2 separate regions of the Mus musculus genome follow, and region 2 is linked to region 1. The links are chromatin contacts, called in public promoter capture Hi-C maps. All regions are on one chromosome and are shown on one strand. Each heading gives the region's core, a stretch centred on a gene start, on an enhancer-like site or on the middle of the called end of the contact. The rest is flanking DNA. Distances are from core to core; before and after follow the strand shown.

What was found. Capture Hi-C pulls out chosen DNA fragments and counts their contacts.
Region 2: a contact with region 1 is called in a promoter capture Hi-C map of adipose tissue. The contact joins two enhancer-like sites. A contact is called at or near these places in 2 of 115 datasets of contacts at active chromatin or transcription factors (embryonic stem cells and pancreatic cancer cells) and 2 of 9 other capture datasets (adipose tissue and liver).

What each region holds. Positions count from the first base shown.
Region 1 is chr11:53,903,014-53,908,910 of GRCm38.p6, forward strand. No RefSeq gene overlaps it. Among named protein-coding and RNA genes, the nearest start is that of Slc22a5, 14 kb to the left of the region's middle. Within about 2 kb of position 1,343, at least 98 of the 459 cell types and tissues checked have an H3K27ac peak or open chromatin away from gene starts, as enhancers often do. A contact at or near this core is called in adipose tissue, where this site is marked.
Region 2 is chr11:54,122,971-54,129,272 of GRCm38.p6, forward strand. P4ha2 (procollagen-proline, 2-oxoglutarate 4-dioxygenase (proline 4-hydroxylase), alpha II polypeptide) reads left to right here. Exons shown (of 16, transcript NM_001136076.2): 10 at 1,687-1,757; 11 at 1,976-2,075; 12 at 2,793-2,846; 13 at 3,268-3,327; 14 at 6,078-6,146. Among named protein-coding and RNA genes, the nearest start is that of Gm12223, 16 kb to the right of the region's middle. Within about 2 kb of position 4,626, at least 56 of the 459 cell types and tissues checked have an H3K27ac peak or open chromatin away from gene starts, as enhancers often do. A contact at or near this core is called in adipose tissue, where this site is marked.

The DNA.
Region 1 (5,897 bases), core at 93-2,592:
ATTTGTCAGAGTTGATCCTGCGGTGATGCATGGATCCAGCCTTCCCGCAGCCTCCTGGGTGCTTGCAGTGCTTACCGATGCGGTCCTGGCCGTGGCTCACGTGACCCCGGAGCTTCCGGGTCTTCCTCAGTCTGGATGGCATGGTGGTACCGGGCAGAAAGGGAAAAGGGCTAGATTTTCTTCAAGCCAATAGAGTGATTCACAGAGACCTGAAGCCAGAAAAGCAACAATTGTGTAAGCATGGAGCACTGGCTGTATCTTTGAAGAAGTGTTTTGTGGAAAGCCTCTCTTCTGTGCAAACTCTGGAGCAGACCAGTTGGGCAAAATCTTTGATCAAATTGAGTTGCCTCCGGAAGACGAGTGGCCTCCTGAGGTAGTCCTGTCCAGGGGAACCTTTTCCCTTAGAGGGCCTTAGCTGGCGCAGTCAGTGGTGCCGGAGATGGAGGACTGGAGCTCAGCCGCTCCTGGAAATGCTGACTTTTAACCCACATAAGTGGATCTCTGCCTTTCGAGCTTTGCAGCACTCTTATCTGTACAAGGAAGAGGGTGACCCCGAGGGAGAAGTAGAATGGCTGTGGTCCCTGCTTCTGGACACGTAAGTGGAGAAGACCTCAATGAAAAGGCTGCTTCTGCTTTCCTCTGAGACTCCTCCAGCATTTTTCAGAGATGATTTAAGCCTTAAATGACATCCCCTGCTCCTCCTTATGAGGGTTACCCTCTTATCCTCCCATCTCTCTGCACTAAAGGGTGAGCATATGTTGTCTTCCTCCCTCCCTGACTTATACTGGGGTCCTTTCTCATACACGAAAACAAAACAAGACAAAGACAAATAAACGCATAAAAGAAAGATGAGTCTCCCCAAAGTTTGGTGCCTATGTGGGACAGACACAGCAGGAACACTGAGTCACTCACGTAATTTGATTCCTGGCAATGACAAGGTCTGAATAGGCTACTGCAGGGCACTCATGGTCTCTGGGAATTGATTGAGAAATGTGATATTTATTCTCTGGACACTCACATTGGAGTTGCCAGGTAGGAGGCATACAATACACTTACGCTTACAATAAGAGTAAGCAGAGATTTCACACAGAGTCCAGTGTCAAGAATGAGCAAGACAGGAGGCTGATGAAGGAAGCGTCTGCCTTTACAGTGAATGGTGAGGGGTACAACTGTTCTAGAAGGTGTTGTCTCCAGCTGAGCGACAAGGAAGAAAAGGAACGGCTCCTGCAAAGACCCGAAGGAATGTGCCGAGCAAAAGAACAGCATGAGAACTGAGTGTACGGTAGAGGAAGTGTCTGGAATGTTTGGGTCACGGAAGGGAGGCGTGGCAGGGACACAGCAATCAAATCGAGCAGGCCTGGGGCAGAGGTCACGCATGCTGGCAGGAGAAGAAAAGCACCTGGGAGTGCCTGTAGTCAGTCCAAAGTGTGTGTGTGTGTGTGTGTGTGTGTGTGTGTGTGTGTGTGTGTGTGTGGTGTGAGAAACTGACCGTTGAGGTTGGTCTGGTGCTTCTTCGTATTCAAATGTTAGATTCTGTACCCCAAGGTCTGCTTGACCGAAGAAGAGCGAATTCCCACGTACGCTAGCTTTTGTTGTGTAAACTTTGCCTCTCAAGTTGCTCCTGATTGGTTAATAAAGATGTCTACAGCCTGGGCTGGACAGAAGAGAGGGAGCTGGAGTGAGGGTTCACAGGCTGGGGGGCTCAGGTAGGGACCACGAGGGAGAAGAGAGTGAGGAGAGGGGGAGGAGAAGGCAGCCACCATGGGGTGGATCATGAGCACGTGGCCACGAGGGCTGGTCTGATGAATCAGGAACGGTGCAAATGGGGCAGATGCAAGTGTTTATGGGGATTGTGGTGGGGAAGCAGACAAGACAGCGTAGTGCTTTAAAGCTTATTATAATCTAAAGGTTTCTGTGTCTTTTATTTGGGGACTAAATGGTCTGAAGCAGGGTAGAAAACCCTAACAGATGTTAAAGGCAACAGTGTAGAATGCCCCTACACTGTTAACCATTACAATTGACAAGAAGGAAGACAGGCCTACTGGTTAGGAAGCCATGATAGCAACACAGGCAAGAGCTTCTGGTGCTCTGAACTGTGTGGCATCCATAGAGAGAAAAATGGGTGAAATGGAAGATATCTGGGGGCTCTCAGTGATACAGTATGTACTTGGGATATATGAGGCCCTGGGTTTGATCCTCACTATCAAATACAAACACAGATATGTGTAGATGTGTGTGTGTGTAAAATGGTGGCATGGCTAGGCTAGTGCTGTTACTGTCTAGGGGTCTTGGTCTGGTTCACTTTCTCTCCCAGCTAAAGAACTTACAGGTAGGAAAAAGTCAAGGGCAACAGGTACACAGGGAAGACTGAAAGAACAGCTAAGAAAGGCCTTTCCCAGGAGTAAGGAAGCACACACATACATCAGGCACAGGGACAATGACCCTCTGCAGACCAGAAGAGGCACCGGGGAAGTCTCTTCTTGAAGGCTTGCTCTTCCTGGCCTTGGCTAGCATCCCAGCTTTCTTGGGTCCCCAACAACAATGCCCCAATGTCAGCAGCAAGTAGTCATCCCTTATAATCAACAACAACAAAAAATCCTCTGGAACAAATGACTGACACATTGCAAGGGCCACGAAGGAGAAATGATATATGGCTTTAGAACTCATGGAATGTGGCCCACTGGTTATCAAAGCCACATGGGTGAGCCTCTGTGTGGCATGGCCCCAAGGACCACGTGTCCTGAAGACTTCATGTTAGGGAGTTTTACTCTGCTTGCTGCCTTCACACTCCTCTTTTTCTTGTCTTGTCTTGTCTTGTCTTGTCTTTTTTCTTTTCTTCTCTTTTTTTTCTGAGACAGGGTTTCTCTGTGTAGCCCTGGCTGGTCTGGAACTCACTCTGTAGACCAGGTTGGCCTTGAACTCAGAAATCTGCCTGCCTCTGCTCCCAAGAATACATGTGGGTTCTTGGGAATAATTTATTTTCTTTACCTGTACTACGTAATGTTATTTCTTGTAAAGGTATTGAGGAACATCCGTTTTTTTCATAGTCATTCACTAGAAGAAAACTAGAATGCAATCACATTGTAATTTTGTACTGCTTAAAAGATTTTGCTGGGATATATAAGGTATGGAAGAAAGAATAAAGTTTTGGGGTTGGAGCATTCCATCCATCCATCCATCCATCCATCCATCCATCCATCCACTATGTGTATGTATGTATATGTGTAAGGTTTATGTGAATGGGAGGTTAGAACACTATTCCTTTCACCCATCAACTATACATATGTATGTATGTATATATGTGAAGCTTGTCTGGTATATGTTGGAGTTTGCTCCATCCACCAATTGTGTGTACATATGTAGGTATGTGTACATATTGACACTCTCATGAGCAACTTCAAAAGTTCCAATTCCTCACACTCATATCTCTAGGGTTATTTTCTGGTGGTTTTTAAAAGAGATTTTATTTTTTAATGAAGTGTATATTTGTGTCTGTGTGTAGCTATGTGCTCATGGGTTCAAGTGTCCTAGGAAGGCAGAGGTATCAGATTTCCTAGACCTGGAGCAACAGGCAGTTGTGAGCCACTTGACGTGGGTGCTAGGAACTGAACTTGTGTCTTCTGGGAGAGTGGCTCATCTCTGATCCATCCTCTCAGGTCCTGATTCTGCAGATATTCGTTTGTTTGCTTCAGGCTTTCTCTATATAGCCCTGGTTGGCCTGGGGCTCTTTATACAATGGATAGCCCTCAGACTCACAGAGGTCTGCCTGCCTCTGCCTCCTGAGGAGTGGGACCGAAGGTGAGCACTTCGCAGAGAAGCAGAAGAGAAGTGTAGTATCCATTCCATTCTGTTGCTGTGGTTAGTATATGGTAGTACGCTGCAGGTCCAAATTAGAACTCTGCTCTGTATGAAATCGATTTTATATGTTGACTTCACTGGTACGGATGTCCAGATAGTGGGCAGAGCATTGTGTTTTGGTGTTTCTGAGAGGGTTTGTTCTAGAAGTAAGTAGAAACTAGAAAGCACTTGAGTCAGTTTGTTGAGCAAGAAGACCCACTCTTGCCTGCGTGGACAGACACCACCCCGAAAGCCTGCGTAAAACAAAACACAGGGAAAAGGAACATTCTCCCCCTCCCCCCAACCCCCTCTCCTTCTTCTTCTTTGGCTGGGTCTTTTGTAGCTCATGCTAGTCTGGACCTCACTATGAAGCAGAGGATGAATTACAACCTTCAGTGGAGGGACATCACATGTCTCTTGATGGGACTGTCAGACACTGCTGAGCACTAGGCATCAAGTTCATAACTCCAACAAAGACAAAGAAGGCCAATGAGGGGCTAGGAAGGTGGCAGGCTTGGTAAAGTTAGTATTGTGCAGGCATGAGGATGTGAGATCTGTCCTTAGCATTCAAACTTTTTCAAAAGCTGGATGCAGATACGTCACTCTTGTCTGTAATTTCAGTGACAGAAAGGTAGAGACAGGAGGATGTCTAGGGCTTGCCGGCCAGTTAGTCTAGTTCAAGTCAGTCAGCTTCAAGTGGACCTAGCTGAGCAGCTACTGAGGGCTGCTAGCTGCGGGTGGAAACAGTCATCCTTTTAGGGGTGTGGTCCCTTGTAAGTTGACTCTGTTCCAGTGGCTGGCCTCACACCCATGCTTATGTGGGCAGCACTGATTGAACTCAGTGGGTTATAAAATAAAATATAAATATAAAAGATGAAAGAGGACATGAAGTATTGGGGTGGGGAATGGTGAGGAATCCAAACTTGAAGGAGATCCGAGGGGTTAATTTGGAAAATAAAATGTACACATGTATAAATTTCCCAATGAATAAATAAAAACTATAAGTTGCAAGCCTTGTACAAAAGTTCTTATGCCTACAGAGCTCCAGAGAAACCAGGAATGTTAAGCAGGCAAGATTGTCTTTCCAATCGGACAGATATAACAAATCTTTTCCTCCATCCAGAAAGGTGAGAATTGGAGGTGATTAAGAGTCTGGTGATCTGTGTTACCTGCTGGGCCAGCCAGGATTGGAGGTGGCTAGTAATTTAAATGACCCTTATAGCCAGAGGCTTTTCCAAGATCCAACAACCAGGATCAGAGGTGGCTAATAGTCCAAAAGACCTGTTGCCCATCTTTAGAACCCAGCTTCTTGGAAGAAATGACACGTACTCTGGGGTGAGCTTCAATGTACCTATGTTTCCTATATTATTCCATATTATACCAGGAACCCTCCTCTAAATTATACTGGGCTTAGATTTGTTGGAAATAAACTGTCTGATATTGGACTTCCCATCGTATTCATCCAGGTTGATGAAGTCAGTCTGCACCAGGTTTTCATTCTCATCTCCACAGGTTGTGTCTCTGCCCGACACCTGCAAATACCCATCAAATATGATATGAAAAAAAAATAAGGTGGGCTGGGCAGGGTGGTGCACGCCTTTAATCCTAGCACTTGGGAGGGAAAGGCAGGCAGATCTCTGTGAGTTTAAGGCCAGCGTGGTCTACAAAGTTCCATGACAGCGAGGGCTGTTACTCAGAGAATCTCTGTCTTGAAAAACCAAAATATAAACAAACAAACAAACAAACAAACAAACACTGATGAACAACTGAGAACGCATTCAGTGTTGATCTCTGACCTCCACAGACGGGGCACACACATGTACCTACACACACACACACACACACACACACACACACACACACACACCACACAGGTGATCGCGTACGCACTCATAAACATAGCATTCTAGACCCAACAGAAATCATGTGCCACTTCCTTTCCTCTTCAATCTATATCCCACAGTCCTTTGTGTCAATATATCTTGGTTCCTCCAATTTATTATCATTCTGCTTATCTGAACTTCAAAGTCCCAAGTCCGGTCATTTGTACGTCACTCCTA
Region 2 (6,302 bases), core at 3,376-5,875, 220 kb after region 1:
CACCTTTCCATAAGGTGGCACAATAGTCCTTATATTGTAGCCGTCCCATCCCTCCCTTACATAAGGCTGTCCCTATTTCAGGTTGACCATAAGATGGCAGCAGACCTCATCTCTTCTTCCCCCCAGCCTGTCCTCATCTCACTACATCCTGGAGCCTCAGCCTGTGTAGCCAGTGCCCTTTCATCCCGGGCCTTCCCCGCTGCTGTAATGTACAGGACTCCAGGTGCCTGGTACCCTAACCTGTACCAGTAGAGGGGCACGGTCCTAAGGAGGAAGGACCAGGGGGTTCAGAGATAAAGAAGATAGAACAGGTGGGCTCAGGAGGTCTCGAATAAGATATGTCTTTTGTCACACAGCTTTTAAAGAAGTTTGGCACCGTATATACTGTTTTCAGGGTATAAGTGAGACAGTGCCACTGAAAAGCTATCCTACAGTATGACAAAGTCAGCAGGAAGCTAATCAGGCAGTGTTGCACAAGGGGAATACAGGGCATCAGAGAGGAGCACACAAATTTGGGACTGACAACTATAGGCCCCTAGGGTGGGAAGGGTTTGGTTTTAGGATCCAAAGCTTCAGCTCCCCAAGGCCAGGGTCCCAGGCCATTACTAAGCCCACCAAGACTCAGACATTCCTTCCACACATGAGAGCCTCAGAGAATAATGACTTGGATCAGCCTGGCTCTCCACCGTACCCATCCACTGCAATCCTTTGGCTGCTCTCCCACGGGACATTACAGCTCACCCGTGAGCTTTTAGTAGTATGCTACAATTACCTGACCGGTTTTCTACTGTCTCCACTTGACCAAGTTATATGATGGCAGACGTCATGTCTCGGTCACCCAGCTTAGCACCTGGCACACAGTAGGTACCAATCAAATAGTTATTAAAAGCAAGAGTCAGCAATATTCTGTTTGGCTCATCTGTACTTCTGTCTGGACATGTCTTCCTTACCAGGCCCACATCATCTGAGCCCACTAGGACAGTCCACACCACAGATAAGGTATCTGTATCCTGCTGTAGACACGTCTATCCCTGCTGGCAGTACTTGCTAAGCCTTTATACGGAGACTGGGAACTAGGGTAAAGGGTGTGTGTATGTGTGTTTGTGTGTACGTGTGCACATGTGTGTATGTATGGTTTGCCCATAATGGGTGGCTTCTGCACCCACATACTTCAGATTCCTGCTGTTTACTTTGTTGACTCTAGGAGGGCCCCAAGAGACTGGAAACTGTCTCCTTGCTGAGTAGTGGGAGCCCAGCAAGGCAGGAGGCACAGCAGACAGTATTTGGATAGCTTCTTGGCAGAAGGGTGGGAAAACTTGACCAAGTCAAGAGAAGCCTCAGGTTGAGTCTGAGTGTTGTGGAATCATCAAAGCCCAGACTATTGTGTGGGCCTGTCAAGGAAGGCCTTGTTCAGGGAATATAAATGCATGAACCAAGCAGAGTTCATAAGCACAACAGTGCCGGCAGCATAGACCTGATAGGTGGTGGGGGTGGGGGTGGGGGTGGGGGTAGTGAGCAAGGAGGGTGTGCCAGGCCTCTGAGCACAGAGGAAAGTGGAGACTAGACTATAGCATCATGGGACCTTGGCTAGAGTCAGTCTCTGCAGCCGTCGCCCTACTGTGTGCCCTCCGTGTTCTCTGGGAAAACACCAACACCAAGAAGGATTCCTCTCTTTCTCCCTTTCAGCTTGCACGAGCCACTGTGCGTGACCCCAAGACAGGTGTCCTCACTGTTGCCAGCTACAGAGTTTCCAAAAGGTGAGTGGTGGGATGGGGTGGGGTAGCTGGTCAAGCCCAACCCTGGAGCTTCCCATAGGATGCAAGAGCATGCCAATGCCACCTTATCCAGCCTGCTGCTCTGCCTCGCTCTCCGTAGCATTTAGCCTGTTGCCCGTGAGTGCTGGCCTTGACTGGGCTCAGAGGACATCATCTAAGCCTGTCCATGCCTTTCATCTTTGCTCTTTTCTTTTGCCCAGCTCCTGGCTAGAGGAGGATGACGACCCTGTTGTGGCCCGGGTCAACCGGCGGATGCAACATATCACCGGGCTAACGGTGAAGACTGCAGAGCTATTGCAGGTGGGTTGGTCCCTGGGGCTGGAGGACTTCTGTTGGGCGAGGTGTTTTCCCAAAGTGCTTAGGCTGCGAGAGAAGGCTCACCCTCTGCATTAGTTATGTTCCTAATGAAAGGACCTGACAGAAGCCAACTGACAGAGGGGAGATCCGCTTCGGCTCACAGTCTCAGTCCACCATGGGGAGGCTTAGCAGCGGGAGCTTGCAACAGAGCTTGTTCACATCTTGCTGATTCAGAAACCAGAGGCCTGGCCAGAACCAACAGAAGATATAATCTTCATGACCCCCTTAGGCTAGCCAGGTTCCAGATTCCAGCCTCCCCACACAGTACCACCAACAGGGGAACAAATGTCTGCTCGTATGAGCCTTGACTTCATATTTGCAGCATCCAGACAAAAAACTGAGTGTGGCTATGCATTTTACTGTCACCCCAGCTGCTGTGGAGAGAACACGGACAGGAGGCTTGCTGGATGTCAGCTTACCTTCAGGTTCATTGTCTCAAGGGAATAAGGTGGAGCATGATAGAGTGAACACACGACATCCTTCTTTGGCCCCTGCATGCACACACCACCATATCCATACACCACATACATAAAGAACACACATGCACACACAAAGCTTGGGGGTTGTGCTCAGGCCTAGGGAGATGGCATCCCTGGGGAGTCGGGCTGCCGCGGGGCTGTTCAGACTGATGGCAAATGCAACGCTGTAATCCCTCTCCAGGTCGCAAACTACGGAATGGGGGGACAGTACGAACCACACTTTGACTTCTCAAGGGTAAGGCTCCGATCGTCTTTGGAGGGCTCCTCTCTGGCTGGTTTGAGAAGGTTGGAGCTTCTAGAAACATTTCAGCTCCCACGGCATCCCTCCTCCACCTACCTAGTGAAAGGGGAAATTCTGTGCTGCTGGCAAAGCACCTGCAGAGCCCAGTGGAGCCTGGTTGCATCCAATTGATGTGTGGGTGCTTTGGCTTGATAATAAAGTCAAGGACTTCTCTAGGTCCCTGTAAAGGGTTTTCTTGCCTCTCCCTGGTCCCCATTGTTGTATTCTGAGTGGGGTTCCCTGTATTACCTTGTCCCATTCTTGGTTTCTCAAGGGAAGGCAAACTTGCCACCTTCCCCTGACCCTTTTGGTCCCAGTCCTTTGGGTGGCGGGCAAGTTAGTTGGAAACTTGGATAAAAGTTGTTGTCTGTTGCAGCGACCCTTTGACAGCGGCCTCAAAACGGAGGGCAATAGGTTAGCGACGTTTCTTAACTATGTAAGTACTGGGCTGGGCGGTTTTGTTCACTCTCACTTAATTTTATAGAGCGATGAGCAAGATGCTTTCAAGCGTTTAGGGACTGGGAACCGTGTGGCCACGTTTCTAAACTACGTGAGTATGATGCACGTATCTGATGGGCCCCGTGGAGACCCTGGGGCCACCGGGCTCCGTATCCCACCCCCATCAGGGCTCATGGCATCAGCTGCTAATTAGTGGATCCTCGGTGCCCTTCTTGCCTAGAGTAGAGAGGGTTGGCTTTTGTCCTCACCGGTGTGCTTGTCTCTCTGCTACTCCCTGGCTCCCCACCCCCCAACATCATTATTATTTTTAGCTGTGGTAAAAATATACATAACATAAAAATTACCATCGTAACAATTTTCTGGTGTGTTCTGGTGACATTTATTAAATCCATCCCTAATGTGGACCATTTACCATCTGTTACCCTAGCTCTTCTCACCTCGTAAAATGGAAACTCTGTTTCTATTAAAGAGTACTTCCAGAGTCCCTTACCCACCCCCATCCTGCTTTCTGAGCCCACATGAACCGCATCAAAGGGGACGCCTGGAACCCTCTGTGCTTTTCACTGCCTGATGCCAAGTCCGCTCTCCTAAACAGATGTCTGTGTGGTGGCTGCTTCTGCTTCCCTTTGGTGGACACAGTTCTACTCTGAGCTTTGGGGATGAGAGCCCTGGTAGGCTCTGTCTTGGTGGCAAAGTGCACGGGAAGCAGGGAGGGGCTTTTAAAAGATAACGGCCTCTGTTTGCTAGTGTGGTTGGCCATTTTCCCTCCTGCTACCCCGCCCATCTGTAGGCTTCTGCTTCCCTTTCCCCGCTGGAGCAGCTCAGTCTAAGGAAGCCGAGTCAAGGGGCTTAGAAAGGAAGCTTGCTTATTCCTCTTTACGTTTTAATTATGTGCTGGAGGTCTGCCCTGCACACACACTGCTGACAAGGTCCTATGTGGTCTCCACTGCAACATCTGCGATCCGACTTGGGAGACTCGATAGAAGCATGGGAGAGAGTGTTACTTGGTTCCCATGGAGACAAACACTGACGAATTTGCCCAGGCATGGGGTTTAGTAAAGGCCTCATTTAGGAAATAACATGTCAGTTATGACTTGAAAGTCAAATGGAAATTTGTGGAACTTTTTTTTTTATGGCAAAGAGGAGAGTGTGGGGGCCTGGAAGAGAAAATGTCTGAGATGTTGGGAAATGGACAAAGGTTAGTGTGTCTGGAGAGAGAGGCAGGGGAGACTGACTTGGAGACTCTCTGGATTGGAACCCTAGCACTGGGGAAGCCACTGGGTGTTGTCATCTTTCTTATCGTGAGCCTGCTGAGTGCCTGCCTCTTCTGTCAGACTGGTGTGCGCCATACTGGGGAATTTTTAGCTCTAGGGGTTTCCCTCTTTTTTTTCTTAGCACTAATTTTTGTTACCTTACAGGCCATATTTTATTATAGTATAACCAAACAAAACAGAAAACTAAAACAAACCAAAAGCAAGATAAAACAAAACAAAACCCACTTCAAGTAAAAGTGTAATTTAGTACCATAGGAGAGGCAGAGTGGCATTCTGGGAAGGTGAAAGTCTGATGAGAGCAGCGAGAGCCAGGAAAACAGCCACACAGGGAAAGGGATGCTCCTGAGGTTGGGAGCCATGGGGAGCTCCTGCCCAGAGCAGTGGCTAAGCACAGTGGCGTAAGCAAGGCACGGCTGGGTGAGGGTTCAAGATGGAGTCAAGGTGGGCATTTATTCTCTCTTTCTCCCTTCCTTCCTTCCTTCCTTCCTTCCTTCCTTCCTTCCCCCCCCCTCTCTCTCTCTGCCTCCCTCCCTCTCCTCTCTCTCTTTTCTCTCTCTTTCTTTCTTTCTTCCTTCCTCCCTTTCTTTCTTTCTTTCTTTCTTTCTTTCTTTCTTTCTTTCTTTCTTTCTTTCTTCTCTCTCTTTTCCCTCTCTCTTTCTCTCTCTTTCTTTTTCTCTCTCTCCCTCCCTCCCCTCCCTCCCTTCCTTCCTTAGTTTCTTTCTTTTTCAGATGTATTTATATCGTATGAGTATTTGCCTGCATATGTGTGTGTATGTATGTGTGTATATATATATGTATGTATATATATTGCATGTACCACGTGCATGCATGGTGCCCACAGGCCAGAAGAGGACATCAGATCCCTTGGTATTGGAGTTACGGATGGTTGTGAGCCTCCACAAGTGCTCTTACATTGGGTTATGTGTAATAGCAGCAAACGCTGTTTTTTTTTTTCTTTTCCAACTTTATTAGGTATTTTCTTCATTTATATTTCAAATGCTATCCCGAAAGTCCCCTATACCCTCCTCCCACCCTGCTCCCCTACCCACCCACTCCCACTTCTTGGCCATGGTGTTCCCCTGTACTGGGGCATATAAAGTTTGCAAGGCCAAGGGGCCTCTCTTCCCAGTGATGGCCGACTAGGCCATCTTCTGTTACATATGCAGCAAATGCTCTTAACCACTGAGATGTCTCTCTAGACGAAGATAGTCATTTTTAAAATAGGCTTGGATTGTTCCCATTCAAGGACAGCCTGACTGTGGGGCTTCTGGGGCCTTTAGCTCTTGGACATCCAACCATAGAGACTGTCCTGATGAACCCCACAGATTTTGTGGTGTGTGGGAAGTCTCTCTTGGCTGAGGATAGCCATAGAGCAGAGCCTCCAGGCAGAGCCCCTCAGGGTCGCCTGCCATCCTTGACCAGAGGGACCAAGCTCTTTGCCTTATGTTCCCAGATGAGCGATGTCGAAGCTGGTGGTGCCACCGTCTTTCCTGACTTGGGAGCTGCTATTTGGCCCAAGAAGGTAAGTGTGACTCTTCAGGGTCACACGTTGATGCAGGCCTCAGACCTTGTCCCTGTCCCCCAGTGCTATTGACTGTCAATGTGATGTACCTTAATTCCTTCCCACCTGCACCCTGAACTTCTACCCAGGGAGAAGGGATGGTAAGGAAGACCCTTC